2 separate regions of the Gossypium hirsutum genome follow, and region 1 is linked to region 2. The links are chromatin contacts, called in public Hi-C maps. All regions are on one chromosome and are shown on one strand. The core of a region is the stretch at or near the end of the contact, and the rest is flanking DNA. Distances in the headings are between cores, read along the strand shown. Region 1 holds the start of LOC107950138 (abscisic acid 8'-hydroxylase 2). Region 2 has its middle 46 kb from the start of LOC107950138.

The links. Hi-C and Micro-C count contacts between places; a contact is called where the count stands out from the background.
Region 1: a Hi-C map of fibers shows a contact between it and region 2, with 4 times the contacts expected there. The contact joins the promoter of LOC107950138 here to the enhancer-like site in region 2. A contact is called at or near these places in 20 of 34 Hi-C or Micro-C datasets (anther, callus, cotyledon and 5 more).

What each region holds. Positions count from the first base shown.
Region 1 is chrD03:46,680,111-46,684,117 of Gossypium_hirsutum_v2.1, forward strand. LOC107950138 (abscisic acid 8'-hydroxylase 2) reads left to right here and starts at 2,291. Exons shown (of 8, transcript XM_016884921.2): 1 at 2,291-2,738; 2 at 2,836-3,154; 3 at 3,249-3,398; 4 at 3,488-3,742; 5 at 3,831-3,920; 6 at 4,004-4,007. The coding sequence starts at 2,452.
Region 2 is chrD03:46,634,480-46,638,610 of Gossypium_hirsutum_v2.1, forward strand. No RefSeq gene overlaps it. Among protein-coding and RNA genes, the nearest start is that of LOC107950138, 46 kb to the right of the region's middle. Within about 2 kb of position 2,277, at least 5 of the 9 cell types and tissues checked have an H3K27ac peak or open chromatin away from gene starts, as enhancers often do. A contact at or near this core is called in cotyledon and fibers, where this site is marked.

The sequences.
Region 1 (4,007 bases), core at 1,041-3,540, 46 kb after region 2:
CTACATTGGTACCTTAACTACCATTTTCATCTCATTTTACCCCAAAACTTACTTGAGTCCAATAAGAATATTATTCTTATTGGAAACTTTTTATTGTTGGGGTAAATTGGGACAAAATCGATAATTCAGGTGTCAAAGTGGAAAAAAATTAGATACCAAAGTGAAAAGACGAATATGGTTAAATAGTTTGTAGATATTCAATTTTGGCTACTAACATTTTATCTCTTCCTCGAGATAAATAATATTATATTTCAAGAAATTATGCTACCAAGCGTGGAGCAACTATATCGTCATTTCACTTAATATTTCTTTCGGAGCAACAACTCTTGTTTAGAATAATTTTTGTTTAGAACAATTGTTGTTCAAGAATAGTTATGTCCAGAACAGGGCTTTAGTTAGAACAACTTTCATCCAGTGTAGTTGTTACTTGAGAACAGCTTCTGTTGAGAACAACTCTTGTTTAGAATAATGACATTTCAAGAATAACCATGTTTAGAACAACCATTGTTTGGAACAGCTTGTATTTAGAACAATTGTGTTTTTCTGGAAGAGTCATTATTCAGAACAAGCTTTACCAAGAAAGAAATCATCGCATAACAACCCTTGTTTGGAACAACCTCTACATTGAAAACAACTATGTTAAGAATAATTCATGCTTGGAACAAGTCAAAATAATCATTATTCAGAAATAACTCTAATTCAAGAAACAACTATTATTTTGCGTTTCAAAAGATGTTCCATGAAAAATATTTCACATGGTACTGCTTCACCAAAGTAGAAGTGGAAGTAATACTCTTGGGATGTTCCGGAGAGCTTGGCTTGGTGGATCAGATATGGAAGTAGTTAAGAGTTTTCCTCTTAACCTTTTCTTATAACGTTGAGTGCTTCTCTTTTGTTCCAAAAACATATTGAACTCTTGTTCACTACTTATCATCAGCATCACTAACAAAATCCTTTTATAACAAAAAAAAAAGAACCATTAATGCCTTTGTAACTGAAAAATACCAGTTATTATTATCATGAATCGCTAGCTTTGTAACTCCTATTCTTGAAACGCTATAAATATGAGCTTTCCACAACTAGTGAAAGAACTTTTGACACTTCGAAATTTTTAACTCTCAAAGCTCTTTTTAAAATTCTCTTAACTTATTTCTTTGTTTAGCCTTATCGTTAGTCACATCTTCTTTTCTCCACCTTATCAACCACCACCTATCGTTGTCGTTGTGCTTAGTGTTATCGAATATAGTCCAATCTTCACATCCTATTTATTTGTTTGCAACGCTTCCTCTCTCCTCAGAGGAAGATAAATTTTACAATAAATTTTATGCATAAAGATGGGTGTAGATTATTACATGATTTTTAAGTTGAAAAAGGCTTGTAGGAAACTTTTTCGTTTTTATTTTTAGCTGTTAATTATTTGTTAGATTTCATAGAGAAATTTGGGTTCCTCTATTGAGAATGCTATTAGTATAATCATTAATGAAGTTTATAAAAAAAAAATCATAAATTTACTGAGTTTTGGGAGTTCCGAGTTTTTGGTTTATCAAAATCACAATTTTACATATAAGTTTATCAAGATTTAATTATATCTGTTTAAATATAATAATTATATTTAATTATATGCATTTGAGAATCAAATTGATAGAATTTGTAAATGTAGATGGTTAAATTTATTGAATTATTTAAAATTAAGATAAAATTGATAGAATGTATAAGTATTGAGGACTAAATGAATTATTATACTAGTTAGAAAAATGCCATATATTACTTTGGTTAACCATTTAACAAAGAGTGACCAAAATATAAACGATCTAAAATATAAATGACCAAAATAAAAATAATCTAAAATGTTTTTATTTAAAATTTAATAACTAAATTGAAAATTTTTATGGTTGGTAGCCAAAATAGAAACACGCTAATTGACTAAATCTATACTTTACCCTGAATCTCAAAATAAAACATCTATTTTTTGTTGTTTTGATTTGTATAGAGTAATAATTAAAGTTTTTATTAAATGGGTAACACGAATTCAATCTATATAATTTTAATCTCTACCTCTAATATTGTAAAAAAAAAAAACCTTTCCCTTTCTCGTCCACATAAAAAAATTATAAATTCATAGTAACAAATTTAACCTAACTAAAAAAAATAATAGAAACTCAAAGAATAAACAGAAGTGGAGGGCCAGATGATTAATGACCAGGAAAATACAGTATAAGGTAGGAAAGATCTACCTAGGAAAAAAAAATAAAGAACCAAAATAAAAATGAAAGACCTTCAAGCAAGGTGTTCCCAAAAACATGGTGACGCCTGTCATCAATCAAGCCCCCCCACCCCTTCCCCTTTCAATGCTATATATATCCCTCCATTCATCCCATTCTTCAAAGTAATTTACCCCTCTGTTCCCCATTTCTCTCTTTGAATCCTCCTTACAGTACTTGAATTGTCACCATGCAACTCCTTTTCTCCTCATTGCCACTACCACCCCACACTTTTCTACCAACTTTCACAGCTTTCTATGGTTGTCACCTTCCCTTTCTCATTACACCAATTGTTTTGTTTTATTTGATGGTGGTTTTGGTGGTGGTGATGCTGCTGCTGTTGTTGTCAGTTCATCAATGGCGGCACCCCAAGGACAAACCCCTGCCACCTGGTTCCATGGGTTGGCCTTATATTGGTGAAACTCTCAAGCTTTACAAAGAGAATCCCAATTCTTTCTTTGCCAACCGCCGAAAAAGGTGTACAAGTTGTACCTAAAAAGGTCAAAGCTAATGATGTAATATTACAAATTGTAACTAAATTTAGGTTGTTGCTTTTTTTTTTTTGATTGTTTAGGTATGGAGATATATTCAAAAGCCACATATTAGGATGCCCCTGTGTGATGATTTCAAGCCCTGATGCAGCTAAGATTGTCTTGGTCACAAAGGCTCATCTTTTCAAACCAACTTATCCACCAAGCAAGGAGAAGATGATAGGGCCTGAGGCCATATTCTTCCATCAAGGTCCTTACCATTCAAGGCTGAAGAAGCTGGTCCAGGCCTCTTTTTTACCCTCTGCAATTCGAGGTTCAGTTTCTGAGATTGAGCAGATTGTTCTTAAATTCCTACCAGCTTGGGACAACACCACTCTTAACACCTTGCAAGAAATGAAGAGAGTATGTGTCAGTTTTTGTTAACCATTTTTACCCTTTACTGCACACACATCAATAACCTTAAACAAGGTTTCTTTCATTTGTGTTTTGTTTTTAGTATGCTTTTGATGTGGCAATGATTTCTGCCTTTGGCCATAAACAAGACAAGGAAATCAACGGAATCAAGCAGCTCTATCAATGCCTGGAAAAGGGTTACAATTCCATGCCTTTAGATCTTCCAGGAACTCCTTTCAATAAAGCAATGAAGGTACATACATATACACATACATATATAGACACACTTAGACCCTTTTGTTTGAGTGAATAATGGGTTCATATTGTTTCACTTTTGAAAAGGCTAGGAAGCTGTTGAATGAGACCCTGAGAAGATTGATAAAAGAAAGAAGAGAAAATGAGAAACAAGGTGGTGGAGGAGGGTTGCTGGGTGTTCTATTGGGTGACAAAAACCAAAAGGTTGATCAACTCAGTGATTCCCAGATTGCAGATAATGTAATTGGTGTAATCTTTGCTGCTCATGATACCACTGCAAGTGTCCTAACATGGCTGTTAAAATACTTGCATGACAATGGAAATTTACTAGAAGCTGTCACTGTAAGTAAACTATTTTTGATGATCATCATCTTTGAATGAAAATCAATCAAATCTTTTTCAGTCTCATTTATAAATCATATGTTTGCAGAGAGAACAAGAAGGTGTTCGACGAGAAATAATCGAAGCAAATCGCAGGCTTATGTGGGATGATACAAGGCACATGCCATTGACTACCAGGGTACATTAAATCATACCAACTTTATTCTTCATATGTTGGTAATCACAGTGGCATATAAGCATATTAATTGAAGTGTGTTGCAGGTGA
Region 2 (4,131 bases), core at 1,027-3,526:
CTTGTGTGATTTGCATAGGAAACGAGTGTGGAAAGGTAATGAAATAGTAAGTTCATACGGCTGAACTTTTATGATTAATTGTTAATGTAAGAATGATATAATGTATCAATCTGTATATTGTTGTTGAATTATGATTATGGTAAAATGAGAATAAGATGAGATTGTTAGTTCAAATTAAGGGATACGCAGGATTGAGTACATACTGTCGGTAACCAGTGATGAATTGACGAATAAGTCCATGGTGGATCCATGGCAAAGTGTGAAACGTAGGTATGGTATTTCAGTGAAGAAAACCATACTGAGTTGTGAAAAATAGGTATGGTATTTCGATAAAGAAAACCATACTGAGTTGTAAAAAGTAGGTATGGTGTTTCAGTGAAGAAAACCATACTGAGTTGTGAAAAGTAGGTATGGTGTTTTAGTAAAAAAAACCATACTGAGTTGTGAAAAGTAGGTATGGTATTTCCGTGAAGCAAACCATACTGAGTTATAGCAATGTGAAATATTCAAGCAAATCGTGGCACCTGGCAAACGATGTACTCAAATCCGTAAGACGATCCTTAATCTGACAAGTATTTGTAGTACAATTGAAGCTAAATGTTGGAATATAAGTTGACATCTGATATTCAGCTCGACTGAGAAAATTCATTATTTGAGATTGTGGTTGGCAGGAATGTTACATTATATATATTGTGAAGAATTATAAAAACATGTTAATAATTTGAAAGTTTTAATTTTTTTAATGAAATTTTATAACTCGGTTCAATACGTTTACAGTGTATGTGTTCTGGTAATACCTCGTACCCTATTCTGGTGTCGAATACGGGTAAAGGATGTTACATGCTTAGCTAGAAAAGCTTTATTAAACATAAATAAGTCTCTAAAGCCCATACCATATTCGCTTTTGGGCTTACATAATGAACTCTAAGTGCTTCAATGAACCACCCTAGCAAATTTAGCATTTGACCACCAAAACTTATTTAAAATGCTCTCCAAATTTCGGCATAAAAGTTTTGGCAAAGCAAAACACTACATTGCATAGACTGGGATTGCCTGTAGAATAGATTTAAGAAAAACCTATTTACCACCCATAGAGAGATAATGGATACTCCACCCCTCGAACATTTTCCTTAATCGATCAATATAATTAGTAAAAGCCTATCTTTTCCTCCTACCAACCATCATTGGAAGCCTTAAATAGTTTTCTGGGTTTATTGCCACACGAACACCCAAAGTGTTGGTCACCCAATCTCTGACATTCAAGTCCACATTTGCCCCAAAATAAACCAAAGAGTTTTCTAAATTCACTTATTGGCCCGAAATTGATTTGTACTCAATAATATTACGGACATCATTTGTACCCTCTCTTGAAGCATCACAGAAAAAGATGCATTCATCTGCAAAAAGCAGATGATTAACTGCAAAACTTCCACTGCCAATTTAGGCCTCCCTCATCAACCTTGATGACTTGGCCTCATTCAGTAGTGTCGAGAACCCCTTTGCACAGGTAAGAAACAGGTAAGGACTTAATGGATCCCCTACCGTAGTCCTTTTGATGGCAGAAACCGATCACTAAGTTTTTCATTAATACCCACTGTATAGCAGATCGAATAGACGCATCTCATAATAAGAATGATCCATTCAACGTGAAACCCCAATCTAGCCATCATTCCAGTAAAAAAATCTCATTCCACACAATCGTACGTTTTGCTTATATTGAGCTTAGGCGCAAAATTCCCATTTTTACCCTTTTTCTTTATTTTGAGCGCATGAAGCACTTCATAAGCAATAATTACATTATCATATATGTGTTTGCCCGGTATGAAGCCCCCTTGAGCCTGTCAATGCAACACTCCAGAATCTTACTCATACGCTCAACAAGTACTTTCGTAATTATCTTATAAATGACGTTGCATAAACTAATGGGGCAAAAATGTGTAATGCTTTTTGTTTTTTTGACTTTTGGAATTAAGACTATATGGGTTCTATTGACTGTTTCCATTTTAGTTTCACCATTTAAGATAGAAAAACAATAAATAAAAACCTAAGGGCTAATGATGTGCCAGTACCTATGAAAGAAGAGTTCTGGAAAACCGTCAGTCTCTGGTGCTTTGAGAGGCACCATCATTCACACAACATTTTCAATTTCCATATCTGAGAAAGATTTAAGTAATTCCTCATTCATACTAGGGGTCACGCGCTTCTCTACCAGCCCAAACAACCTCTCATCATCACCTACCTCAGAAGCAGTATAGAGTTTTTCAAAATACTCTACTGCAATTTTTGAAATACCCACCCTATCAGACACCCAACCTTCATTTTGATCTTCTAAACCAACTATTTTGTTTCGAGAATGACAACTAGCAGCGATCTTGTGAAAGAAACTCGTGTTTCGATCCCCATTTTTTAGCCAATTAATTTGAATGCGTTGTTGCCAGTAAATTTCCTCTTTGTCTACTTCCCAATTTAAACCCATCTAAACATTCATCATCTCAACCAAATTATCATCCGTCGGATCACAGTTATAAAGTTCAAGTAGGCAGCTTTCCAACTCCTTGTTTTTCTTGTGTTCATGAGATTTCATACGGGCCCAGGATTGAAGATTTTTCCCCAACTTAACCAGCTTTTTAGGAATGTTAGTATTTGAGGCAGCCCAATGATTTTTTATCTCCTCAAAAGACGGATCAAGACACCAAATAGCCTCAAATCGAAACAACTTACTTGAGCAATGTCTAGTATGTACCTGCGATGGAAGATTATGGCTCTTCATAACAAGAAAATAAGGACGATAACATCAATTCCATAAAAATGAAGATCCCTTCCTTCCAAGGTTAGAAGGATCTTGAGGCATACTTTGAATGGGAGAGAAAGATAGAGATGATCTTTCTTGTTGACTAAGAAAAATAAAGCTCCTATTTAAAAATATTCTAAAATTCAAAATAAATAAATAATAAAAACATAAAACTTAATAGATAAAATATTTGGCTCATATATAATTAAAATTAAGCCTTAGAATCGAATCCAACATGATTTAAACTTGAACTAAAACCCGAAACTCGTAATTTCTCTTAATAATCCGATCAAAAATTCTGCTCAAACAATATTCACTAAACCAGTCATAACTTGAGCTTTCGGACTTGAAATCAAATGATTTAAAGTGTATTTAGAAATCAAATGATTTAAAGTGTATTTCGAAACTAAAAGATAGATCTTTGAACTCTATAAAAACATCTCAACCTAGAAATGCTTGGATCCCATTAAAAAAATCATAGCAAATCGATTAATTTTTTGAACTTAAAGATTGAATCACGTCAGTCAAGATCAAACTAAAATCCAAGGCTTTATTCAATCATTTATTAATGGGCAGTTTCAAGAATTGGAGAAGTTGGACTTGGAGGCTTTAGACTTCAAAGATGAAATTAAGTGGATCAACTTGAACCTTTGTAAGTAAAGTTCATTACTCATCAAGGTCGATTAAGTGTTCATGGAGTGTTTGAGTTGTCCTATGATTTTATGTAATTTCAACAACAAGAACATGGTTCCTTTTTCACTAGCATAATCAGCTATGAGATAAGGCCGGGTAATGATAAGCTTTAGTTTAAATTCTCTTTAATTTGTTTAAGAATAAATGTGCAATTGAAAGGCTGCACCTAGACACTAAAATTGGAAGATTCATGCCGCCCATTAGAAAGGATAATTATTGTAAATTATTTACTTAGGTGATAAATAGTGAGTAAATCAATTTAATTTAGAGGTAGAGTATTCAACTTAGGAGTTTCAGTTTTGAGGCTGTAAATAGACATACGTATTGCCATTGTAAAGCATGAAGTACTCAAGTGAATAAAATACAATTTCTTTTTACTTAATTGAGAGGTTGAGTTGAAGAGTTGTGGTATTGATCAAGCTTGCTGGATTCAAGTGATGGAGAGAGTTGATAGAGATTGTCCATATTGGAGTTTGCTAATTAGATCCAAAGTATCATTCTTTTCACGTGTCTTCATTCATTATTTTTTATTCTTTAATATTAAAATTAAAAGTATAATCTCAGGAATACAAATATTATTTTGATATAAACAACTATTTAATTTAGATTAAAATATATTTTTTTTAAAAAAACTATAGTATCTCATT